Regions from separate parts of the Danio rerio genome. Here region 1 is linked to region 2. Evidence: chromatin contacts called from public HiCAR-type data. All regions are on one chromosome and are shown on one strand. Each heading gives the region's core, a stretch centred on a gene start, on an enhancer-like site or on the middle of the called end of the contact. The rest is flanking DNA. Distances are from core to core; before and after follow the strand shown.

Region 1 (5,979 bases), core at 851-3,350, 140 kb after region 2:
ATTAACAACTAATATCGAAATATATATAATTATCGTTCAATATGGACAATAATTACCAAGATTGCATTTTTGCCATATCGCCCAGCCCTAATTATATTAGTAATCAAAACAATATTATGTCAAAAATGTTTTATAGAATAAACAATCATCTTAAACAATGTTCTGCACAGGTCTAAACGTGTATTTTTATCAATTTGGCGCTCATGAAAAGCTGAGCTTCTATAAAGTAGTCAAAACACTCCCAGAAATTCATACACACAAACCAGCAACATTACAAATATGACAAGAAAATCAAGACACTTACAAGGGTATTCTCTTTTTATGGTCATATTTTATGACATTATGTCCTGTTTTCAGTTCACAATGTCTTTGGTCTGTGCTGCATTCATCTCAGTCCATTTGTTTGATATAAACACTAAGGTTGAGATGGCACTGTTCACACATAAAAGCATCTGGAGAGATTTGATGTAGTTCATTGTAGATTTGCTGTCAGTGAGGCAGCTCAAAAATAAAACTCAAGAAAGACTAATATAGGTTAGCTTTATGCATATACACAGTGCTGTAATTCTATCACCAAAATCAATATTTTGAGCACAGCCCAAGAGCACAGAGCTCCAATATGCAGAAAGATGCTTCCAGCTGACTCTATAGGCTTAATGTCAGGTCTGGAAATCTTTCAGAGACTTTAATATAATTTCAGTCACGTCATTATTTTTCTACAGTGAAGTGGCCACAAAGAGAGCATTTTTAATATCTAACCAAACTATTGGCTTTAGATCAAAACATTGATTTGTGATGGCAAATCCCTTCAAAATTAAAGAGAGAGCAAGAACTGAGCTATTTTTTATTTGTCTATAGTTTAAACAGAGGGTGGTGTGACGAGAATAATTGGCTTGTCAAATAAAGATTAATTTAGGATAAAGCTTTCCATTACAACATATTTATATGCCGTTTCTGAGACAGAAATAAATGTTGCTTTTTCAAATTGGATTTTAGAGGAAAATATAAAACGTGTAAGAAAATATTATTAAAAATTGTAGCTGGATCACCGTCATTTTAGCTGTTCTAGACTCCTAAAAAACTGAAAAAACAAGTCCAGAACAAAGAAAACAGTGCAAGTAAGACCTGAATTGTATGTATTCTCTTCGTAATCTTCGAAATTAAATCGGCGTCTAAATCCATTTGAAACACAAAACATACCATCTTTATAAAGGGTAATTCGTTTTTGACTCCGATTCTTTATCTCATCGTCGACTATTTAACGATAACAAGTAGAGACAGCTACTAAGTTTATGCACCCGTAAAAAGTAGGCTACAGAATAAACAGTCTACCACCTACAGTCTGGTATATTCTATCACAGACAGAACATTATAATCGATTCAAACGCCCCAGGCACACTGGTTTATTAAAATAAATAAATCAAACGGAAGAAAATGCAATTCATACACAATAAAATTCCATTTAGCAGAGTTTATTATAGGGGAGCACGCGAGTGCACGCGCGCGCACACATTCAATTCACTCCACTTTCACCGCTCGCTCAACCGTTTCACTCACAAGTTATGAATAAATATAAAGGTAATATGCTATGTTGATGCACTTACCGATGGTAGAAAGCTGTAAATCACCGAGTAGATGAATATCAGGGTGTCCGTATGGCTCAGCACCGCTCTCTCCAGTGATCCTCCTCGAAGACGACAACGAGCCAGCCGAGAAACCCGGTGCCAGAGAGTCGCATCGTGAAATTAACAGAATTAAATGAAAACGGCCAAAAAGTACACACCGGACAGAAGTGTGCTGAAGAAAACTGCACCTCTGAAGAACGAAATAATGAAGGTTCATTAAAATCTCCTTTTGGGGAAGGGGTTTGCCGAGCTAGCTTCGCAGCTATGCTACAACCAACCAGCTGTTCGCGCGGCGTTCCTGTTTAAACTTTAAAAATATATGACTGAAAATGAGACTAAACCTGTCCCGTATCTGCCGTCCATTTCAGTATTTGGTCATACATGTAGAGAGGTGTGTTGTCCTGTAGGCTGAGCCACACGTACAGCCACGGGAGACTTCGGTTCAACATTCAAAAGCGTGACCGCGCAGTGGTGCTCCATGCGCGTCACCGTGACCACATAAGCGCGATTGGCGCAGAAGTCTAGATCAATTTTACCGGAGCTCACGCACTGTGTCGTTTAATAGTTACCGTTATGTGGTAATTTCTTGTTAGTGCTTGTTGTATTTCTTTTGTTTAGATCATGAATTGTCGAACTGTACTCGTTCTCTTACACAGACACCAGAGCAGACGGTCTGCTTTTATATGAATTATGCAAAACGTCACATTAACCCATAGTGCAATATAAGGAGGCAGCACAGATCCTAACTTCATGACCTGAGGAAAGTCGAAAGCAAAAAAATATTTTATAAATAATATAAAATCTAGCTTTCAATTTAATGAATGAATGGATTGTGACGACAGCAGAATGCTTCAGAACTGATCTTCAGCTCCATCTATTGAACTGCTGTCACCACAGGCACAAAATGCTGAGGAATAACCGTGTTTTTGCTGTATTGGTTTGTCTGGTGTCCTACTTAAAGTGAATGTTTTAAACGAATATAATATATTGAGACATATCTGGAATTGTAAAAAGTATAATAATAAGACTAAACAAGACTAAAGCAAAAATATTAACTTAAAATTATATAGATAGATAAAATAGAGAGAGAGAGAGAGAGAGAGAGAGAGAGAGAGAGAGAGAGAGAGAGAGAGAGAGAGAGATTTTTTAGATTTTTCAAAAAAAACTGTCTGTGTCGGGACACTGTAGAAAATACTTGGTTAAGCACAATTTCTTTGTGTTGTTCCAACAGAAATCAATTAAGTTAAACTGTTTTTACAAATTTAAGTGGACTAAACATAGAACAATTAAGTTGCACCCTCAAACATATCAAGAATTGTGTTGTTTTAGCTCATTTTAAAAAATAATTTAAACAAGAAGCAAAAAGCTTTTTTTGAGTTTAGTAAATGTCATTAATTTAACAATTCTGTGATTAAGTTAAGCTAACTTTTAGGGTTGCACGGTTTACCGGTACCATGGTAGTATCGTGATACAATGGCTCTAAAATACTGGCAATGCCACTCTAGTTTGTAAATGGTAGTATCATCATTAATGGTCTAATGGACAATACGTTGCATGTGAAAAAGTAACTAAATTGCTCACACGTTTGTGCAACAATTGACAATTTTATTTGAATAGTCTGTAGAGCATCTTATAGTTGCAAACTGTAGAATTCACGCCTTTTATGGTAGCCTACTGCACGTTTTCTGATGCTTCAGTTTGAATCTGAATCAGTTCATTTCTGCTCCTGTCAATAGGATTTAGTAGTTGCAACAATCGCGACAATCTCGATTCTTATCTGATAAGAAAAAGATCTAATAAGAAAATACAGGAAACATTGAAACAATTATGACCACTTCATAAAGTCTAATTTGGTTGGCAAAAGGCTCTTTTTGTAACAAATTTAATTTGGTATATTTTGTATCTTTATTTTAATGTATGTTTTGTTGGTCAGTTATCTACAAAATAAACAAAAAGAATCAGCACATTTTAGGTGAAGTGATGTGCAAATACTTTTTTCGATAATAAGGGAATCATTAGTTCAATTCAAGTAGGTCTATTATAACATAAAATATAGTATCTCTGACAATTTTCTTTATTTCTTGGATTTGAGTTATGAATTACAGTATCGCATTACTACTTAACATGAATTAATGGCATCACGACAACCATAACTACTGCCTTTTTGAAAACAACTTCAATAGTATAATTTGTTTGTCACAATGTAAAGTTCTAACATTGTTGGCAATTGGTTTGTTACATTAAAACACAACAGATACAGTTAAAAATGTAGTAAAATAAAAATAAAAAACAGTCTCCTTCTGTTTATACACACAAACTCACACCAGAGGTCATTTTCTGCTCTCTTTTATTATCTCAAAATACAAAACATTTTTGAAGCAGGGAAAAAAATTACATGGGTCTAGCATCTGAAAATGTCAATGAGTACCAGCACAGGGTGATGTGAATCGAAGTGTTGATGGTGAGGTCGGTATTTACTAAAGTTAGTCTTTTTTTTTTATTAGTTATTATTGTTATTGTTTTATTTATTTATATACTTGGCAGCTCCACTTGAATCTATTCTATCTATGTATGTAAAATCTATATCCTTAGTCTTGATGAATAAAGCAACTCTTGATTCTTTTTTAAAAAGCATACAACATCTTAACATCATCTCCTTGACTTGATCCATTGTGTTTGAGGTTGTGTAGCTGTCATTTTAAAGCTGCTGGAGAATGAAAAAGTGAAGCAGTCAAATTATTGATTGCAATCTGAACCTCAACCGTTAAACTGTGCAATTAATAACAGCACTTACTGTACAGATACAAGAGAGGTAAATAGAGTTAACCCTATGGGTGCTGCTTGAAATTTCATTTATCTGAAACATACAGTATGAAAGCACATCGAAACAACACAGCAAAGCTATTGAACAGCAGTGACAACAATATGAGATTCAATAATACAGGACAAAAAAGAGAATTTCCACATTCCTTCATGTGTTGTTTGACATCATTTAACATTCATCCTGTAATACAGAATAAAAATGACACTTAAAAAGGTGGTTCGCCAAGAAGTGAATACTAAAATTAAACTGCTTAAATATAATTAGGAAATACATGAAAAGTAAATGATGACAGAAGTTTTTTTTTATTTTTTTATTTATCTAATTGTTCCATTAAAGGGGACCTATGGCATTTTTTTTAGAACATTTAATATTACATTGTAAAACCCAACAGTCAAAAACCCAACTTTCTCAAATGAAATCAGTGTAGTTAACTCAAAATTTACTGAAAGTTTATTCTACAATTATTTAACAAAAAGTTTTGAACTCAGTGTTGAAGGTAATGAGTTCATTAAACTTTAACTTTTAAATGTAACCACATTACTTCTACTTAAATAGAGTAAGTTCACAGTACTTATATAGGTTAGTTTTTTTTATAACTCAAATGGTTTGTTGCAACCGGTTTCCTCAAATGGTTTGAGTTGCCTTACCTTATTGGGTTTTACAGTACTCAGTTGGTTTGAGTTCTTTTCATTTATTGGGTTTTACTGTGCTCAAATTGCTTCGTTTACTCAAATGGATTAGTTTCACAGTACTTATTAGGAAAAGTTTTTGAACTTAAATGGTTTGTTGCAATCGGTTTCCTCAAATGGTTTGAGTTACCTTAACCTATTGGGTTTTACAGTGTAGATGCAACAAGTTTGCGTATGAAAGGGATCTCCTGTTTAAAACATATGCTGGATAAGTTGATGGTTCATTGTGACGGCCTCTGATTAATCAAATACTAAGCTGAAGGAAAACGAATGAAGTTTTCCCAGAATGCGTCTTTTAAGTTATAGCTCAACATATAACACAGATCACCTCTTAAACCATGCTGTTGATGCCTATTTTTAGTCGAAGTAAAAAAGAAAACACTGTTTTGAGTGTCTCTAAATGCAAGTTAACTGCCATTTCCCACCCTTTTCCCAACGGAAGGTGGAGTATTTAGAGCTTGTGTCTCTGCTACTCTGAAGACAAAATAACTGTCAATCTATCAAACCTATCCTGCATTTTAAAGCCTTGTCAATTACCTGAAACTGTGTCCCAAGCATACTTATCCCTCCCAAGAAGGAAAAAAAAAAACATCAGGTGGCGCATATCAAGGGAGTATTACACTAATGTATTTTGTGTATATTTAGATATTGTATCAAAAACACAACAGCCAGGAATTAAATCATGCGTTTATATTATATTTGTGAATTAAAGGTGCAGTATGTAAGTTTGACATCCAGTGGTTGAACTAGGTATTTCATTCCAGATCAAAACAAACGCAAGTGCAGGCTGCCAGATTGACCAACTGGAGTGAGTCTTATGATCGAGCCTAAAGGCTGATTT
Region 2 (5,487 bases), core at 74-2,573:
GCTGAAGTGGAGATATTTAGCTGAATACAAGAAAAAAATCCCTTTGAGAAAAGTCTTTACAAATATGTATTGAAGATTAAATTTACAGGCACAAATAAATAAAGTGTGACAAAGGACAAACGGCAAAAATATTTTGGATGTTTTCTTTAACTGTTAACTGAACAAATAACACTGCATGACAAAATACAAAAAAGTCTCAAAACTGACATGTGGATAAAATAATGTCTTGACATAAAATGTGAGTGAAGAGAAAATCATGTGAACAGTACTGTAATAATCTAAGCAAAATACTGGTAAAGAAAAACACGGAGAATACTAACTTAGGTACATGCAATTGCACCTTCCCCAGCATTGTAAACTGTAACTTTGTACTTTTAAGACAATATAAACAAAAGAGGATCAAGAAAGAATGCACAGCCTGTGATTTCTGATTACAAATAGTCAAAGCTAATACTGTAATTGCAGGTAACAGTCAGCTTACCTGTAAAGGTGCTTTTGAAGACACAACAGCGAGGAAAAACAGCTGAAGTAAAAACCCTCTGACCCTCTGTTGTCACTGCAGTAGCACAGTCGAATGCAGCCAATAGCGGCTCACTTCCTTACAGCGCGAGCTCGATTGCTCACAGCTCATTGGTCAGATTCGAGATCTGGTCATGGCGTTAGTTGAGCGGTTAGTACATCTACCCTTCGTGTATCGGTTGTTTCGAACAGCTCGACTCAACCGCTTGTAACGATTCGGCGATTTTTTGACGTCTTGACGTAATTGTCGTTTTTACTTGCCCGACCTCCGCGCATGGCTTTTACATGCATTCTGTATACTGAAGAAAAATACTTGTAAATATGTTTTACACATTTACAAAACGGTGATATTGTTTGAATGTATAGCATGTATAACGTTACATGTCTTTACAATGGTTACAATATATGTGTATTAGTATATTTATTAGTATACTATATATTAGTATATTTATGTGTGTATATATATATACACACACACACACACATTATAAAGTGCATCGATTTTCATCTGCTCAAATATATATTTCAAATATGCATTTAAAGTACACAAATCTGTAATTAATAAGCATCTTTTGACTGAAAACATATAAACGATTCTCTCGTTTATACGTTAGTGAACATATTTCCAAAAAAAGAAAAAAATTATATTTACAAATTATTAATAAAAACGTGCATTGTCATTGCTTTGCCATATTTAATGCGACTATGTTTAATGCGAAAAATAGCTGACAACATAGAAATATAATAAGTATACAGTTGTCCAGATATTTATATGCCAGAAAAGGTCTGATGCATAGGATATGTCGTCATCAGAAAGCGACATAACAACAAACGGCAGCGCTGGGAACTAGACTACACAGGTTTGTATGAACTTACACAGATGATTTTGGAGCTTTCGTAATAACAAACATAACATAACTTACTGTACAGCGTTTCTGCGTCGTTTGATCTGTCGACTGTGTGTTGCCGTGTAAGCGAATCATGGACAGTGAAGTGCAGAGAGACGGACGAGTTCTTGATCTAACAGATGATGCCTGGAGAGAGGACAGACTGCCATACGAGGATGTGACGATCCCACTGGTAAGAAATAGTATAAATGTAGAGTTTTGATGTGTGCAGTTCGATTTGCGCACGCCCAAGGTAAAATGAACATAAATGAAAGGCAGTGTACAGTGAGATAACGTTATGCACATCAAATACAGTTTTAAAAATAGTTTGTCATCATTTACGTTACATTTCCACACAAGAATCCCTAAACTATTTGAGCATATCTTTAACGTTACTGTGTTTAAATTGCGTAGAAGCCCATTGGACAATTTTGTTTTTTTCTCCTGACAGAGTGAACTTCCTGAAGCTGAGCAGGACAATGGTGGGTCGACAGAGTCCGTCAAAGAGCAAGAGATGAAGTGGTCAGATCTCGCCCTGCAGAGTTTGCATGAAAACACCCCAAATGTCGGCACTTAGATCAGAAGCTTCTCTTATCCTCTCTGACTGATTCTTCACCGTGTGTTTGTCTGCAATTTGGGTCCCGGATCCAAGATTTATAAAATAACTGACTCATGTATTATTGTATTGGTGTTTCATCGTTTTGATATAAATTATTTAATAAAATGATACACATTTTAAGTGCAGTATCAGTTAGTTTGTGTGCTAGTTGATAAAATTATCGTTGACATAGGGTTTCATATGAGCTAAATTACACAAGACTTCTTCACAAGTTGGCTTCCGTGTTGTAGTTCTAAAGCTGAGGGTCAGTAAAACCTTGTTTGAAGTATAATTTTATTTGGATGTTATAAATAGATTAAACGTGATATTAATTAGACCTATAATGTTACAAAATATTTCATTTAAACTTTTTAGTGGAATTCTGAGAAGAAAATATTATATATATATATAATTTCTAGTGCAACTGTGCTACCCAGTAGAACAAAACAGACCATAAGTGTCATTTTATTTTGTATATATTGAGATTTATACATCACGGGAAAGCTGAATAATTAAGCCTTCTGTTCATGTATAGTTTGTTTGGACAGTACAAAATACTGATATGCAACTATTGAAAATACCAAATCTGACGGTTAAAAAAAAATCTAAATACTGAGAGAGAAACGCCTTTAAATTTGTTTAAATAAAGTGCTTAGCAATGAACATTAGTAATCAAAAAATGTGGTTAGATGTATTTAGAGTATGCGTATCATAAAGTATCTTTACAGAATGTTGTTGCATACTATCCTAAAGATTTAGACATAAAAGAAAAATCAATAATTTTGAGGCACACAATGGTATTTTGGCAACTGAAAATAATCAAATACATCCAAAAACCTAAAACTGCAGTTGTATTAGAAATGCTGGCTTATTGAATACAGTTATGAACACAGTTGTGCTAGTTAATTGGGATTTTACTACACTAAAATGCAAGAAAAGGGATTCATTACTGGAAATAAAAAATCAGAAAGCATGAAATAGCTAATAATTAAATGCCATAAAGAATGGAATAAGTGACTCGTTTATTATTTTTTTTTCAGGCTAAGTTTTATTTTATGTTCAGAGGTGACACTGAAATTCTCCATTTGTTATCACAAATATATTTGAGCCATGGCTAAATGTGAACATACTATCAGTCATAGTCAACATATACTGTATGATAATACTTTCCTGGTATTACAGAAAGATGTTCAGCTAGGTGGCTCCTCGGGCAGATGAGTGGAGGTTTGAGGGAATAGAACCAAAAACTAGATTTACTAACAGCTTTTCAGATTAAAAATATCAAATCTTAATGAAGGTCTTTTTACAACAATCCATTTTGCAGACAAATTAAATCAAGACTGAAACTGTATTACACTACAGATTTATGTTGCACCACCAACAACAAAAAATGATAACAAAAGTGCATTCAAGGAGCAGGTGTCATTGAGACTGAAATTAATCTGATTTAATGGTGATACAAGCTTGATTTAATTAGTCTACGTTTAATGCTAAAGGTTTCGGGTCAAGTCTTCATGAGAAGAGTGCAAGAATGGAGATGCTTCATTAAAATGTTAGTTTGGTCCCATAAAAAAGAGGTTACATATGAGTGTCTTTATTTAATACACCCAACCATATTTTCACAGTCTAAAACAAACAAAAACAAGAGAAAACAGCATATTAAACGCCAATCAAACTGCTGGTGAACATAAGACTTGGCAAAACACAAAAACAGATGTTATCAGGGAATCAACCACAAACATACAAACTGTGAGCTTGGGCTCATTTGTATACTTATTACCAATATGAATTAAAGGCATTGTTATACAATAATAATTACTGTCTGACAGAACGGTAACATGCAATGACTTGGCAAAACTGGGTCCCCTGATCATTAACTGCCTTTTCCAATAACTAATATATAGGTTTATCTCCACCTGACAGGCTAATTCTGAGAGCAATAAAAATTGTCCTCATTGTGAAAGCACAAACTGTGCAGCCGAATGAAATGAACAACCTTTTTAGGTAAACAACTTCCCTTACAGAACGTCTATGTGAAATTTAGTAATGCGGCTTGTTACAAAATGTAAGTAAGGTGCTGGTCTAAAATCAGTCAGAAACATAATATAACTGCTAAATGCATCAAAAGCTCACATTTTTCTTAACATGGAGGGGAGAAATGGGTCCAAGTCACTTCACACTGGCTCTTTCACCTTTAAGCGTAGTCAAACAACTTCTTAATGAATACTTCTGCGATCCACATTTATCGCTTGGTCCCCCTAACAATAAAGAGCAACCTATCCAAGAAGAGTTCAGTCAAATCATGTCAAGCTTTCAAAGAAAGACAGTAAATCCAGTTGCTTGTGATAAAACCTAAATGAGTAATGGCACAGTTTGGACAAAATGAAGAATGCACATTTTGGTGCCCCCAGGCTGAAGGCAGAAATAAAGAATTGCATGTACCACCTTGTGTAAAATGAATGTAGGATGACTTAAACAGGGCTTCCCTTCCACTGTTACTGTAACATCCAGAAAGTACACAATATATATTTATATCAAGGTACACAGAACTGTTCTGTAAAAGATAAGATTACATGCATTTCTAAAATGCAAACCTTTACACTTCATTTATACCCAGTCCCAGACATTTTCAAAAATAATAAAACAAGAGTCCCTTATATCCAGTAGTACTTTTCAGATATACATAACTCGTCTGGTTATGACTCATGTACCATTTGTCAATATCACAGAGTATCTACAGTATCATAACAAGTTGTATCTCCATGTCAATGTTTAAACCAATGAAATTATGGTACATTCAGTTCGGTAAAAATTATGTTACACTTCTTTGTACATTTACAAAAAAAAACAAAGAAAAAGAAACGCAAACAGTCAGAAGGCAGTCCACTGTCCCGCAGAGGCTGCTGAACTTCAACTCAATTATTATTGACACCAACAATGTTCCAAATGTGTCTCTTTTGCGACTAAATGCCTGGTCACTCAGCATTTATCTCAGTCTCTGGCCTTTGCACTGAAAGCTCAGCTTGTATGAAGGCACCCTGTCCCAAGGCAGTGGAGTATGCACGATTACTGTGTGGAGTTGAGAAACCGGGGCTATGATAGGAACTGGAACAACCCCGATTTGCTAGCGTGGTTTGGGATTGAGGTACTGGATGATAGTCATCCAGGTTGTCGTAATGCGACTGCAAAGTAACGGTGCTTTGTCTCTGCCCCTGTGACTGATGGGAGTATGTTCCACTGTGGTCTCTATCTGAATTGTCTGGTAAATATGCAGGAAGACTGGACTGGTTGTAATGGTGCCGCTCTCGAACACTATGGGATCTCTCGGGCTTAGGTGGAGGAGCCGGCTTCACAGGAGCAGCTTGTTCATCTTCACTGGCACTGCTAGTGGCCTTCACCCTGCATATGTGGCGATCCAAATCAGACCTTTCATAACGTGCTTGAGCACTCCTGCTGTCCGAATGTTCCTGCCAATGTTTACCA

What was found. HiCAR-type assays count read pairs that join an accessible place to other places.
Region 1: a HiCAR-type map of caudal fin shows a contact between it and region 2, with 4 times the contacts expected there. The contact joins the promoter of arhgap32b here to the promoter of anapc13 in region 2. A contact is called at or near these places in 1 of 18 Hi-C or Micro-C datasets (an unstated tissue) and 2 of 4 datasets of contacts at active chromatin or transcription factors (caudal fin and embryo).

What each region holds. Positions count from the first base shown.
Region 1 is chr21:26,122,501-26,128,479 of GRCz12tu, forward strand. arhgap32b (Rho GTPase activating protein 32b) reads right to left here and starts at 2,101. Exons shown (of 23, transcript XR_012396796.1): 1 at 1,605-2,101.
Region 2 is chr21:25,982,175-25,987,661 of GRCz12tu, forward strand. anapc13 (anaphase promoting complex subunit 13) reads left to right here and starts at 1,324. Exons shown (of 3, transcript NM_001302786.1): 1 at 1,324-1,379; 2 at 1,495-1,599; 3 at 1,858-2,145. The coding sequence starts at 1,501. The coding sequence ends at 1,983. It overlaps sc5d (sterol-C5-desaturase), which reads right to left and starts at 525. Exons shown (of 5, transcript NM_001004630.1): 1 at 482-525. It overlaps arhgap32b (Rho GTPase activating protein 32b), which reads right to left. Exons shown (of 23, transcript XR_012396796.1): 23 at 3,583-5,487.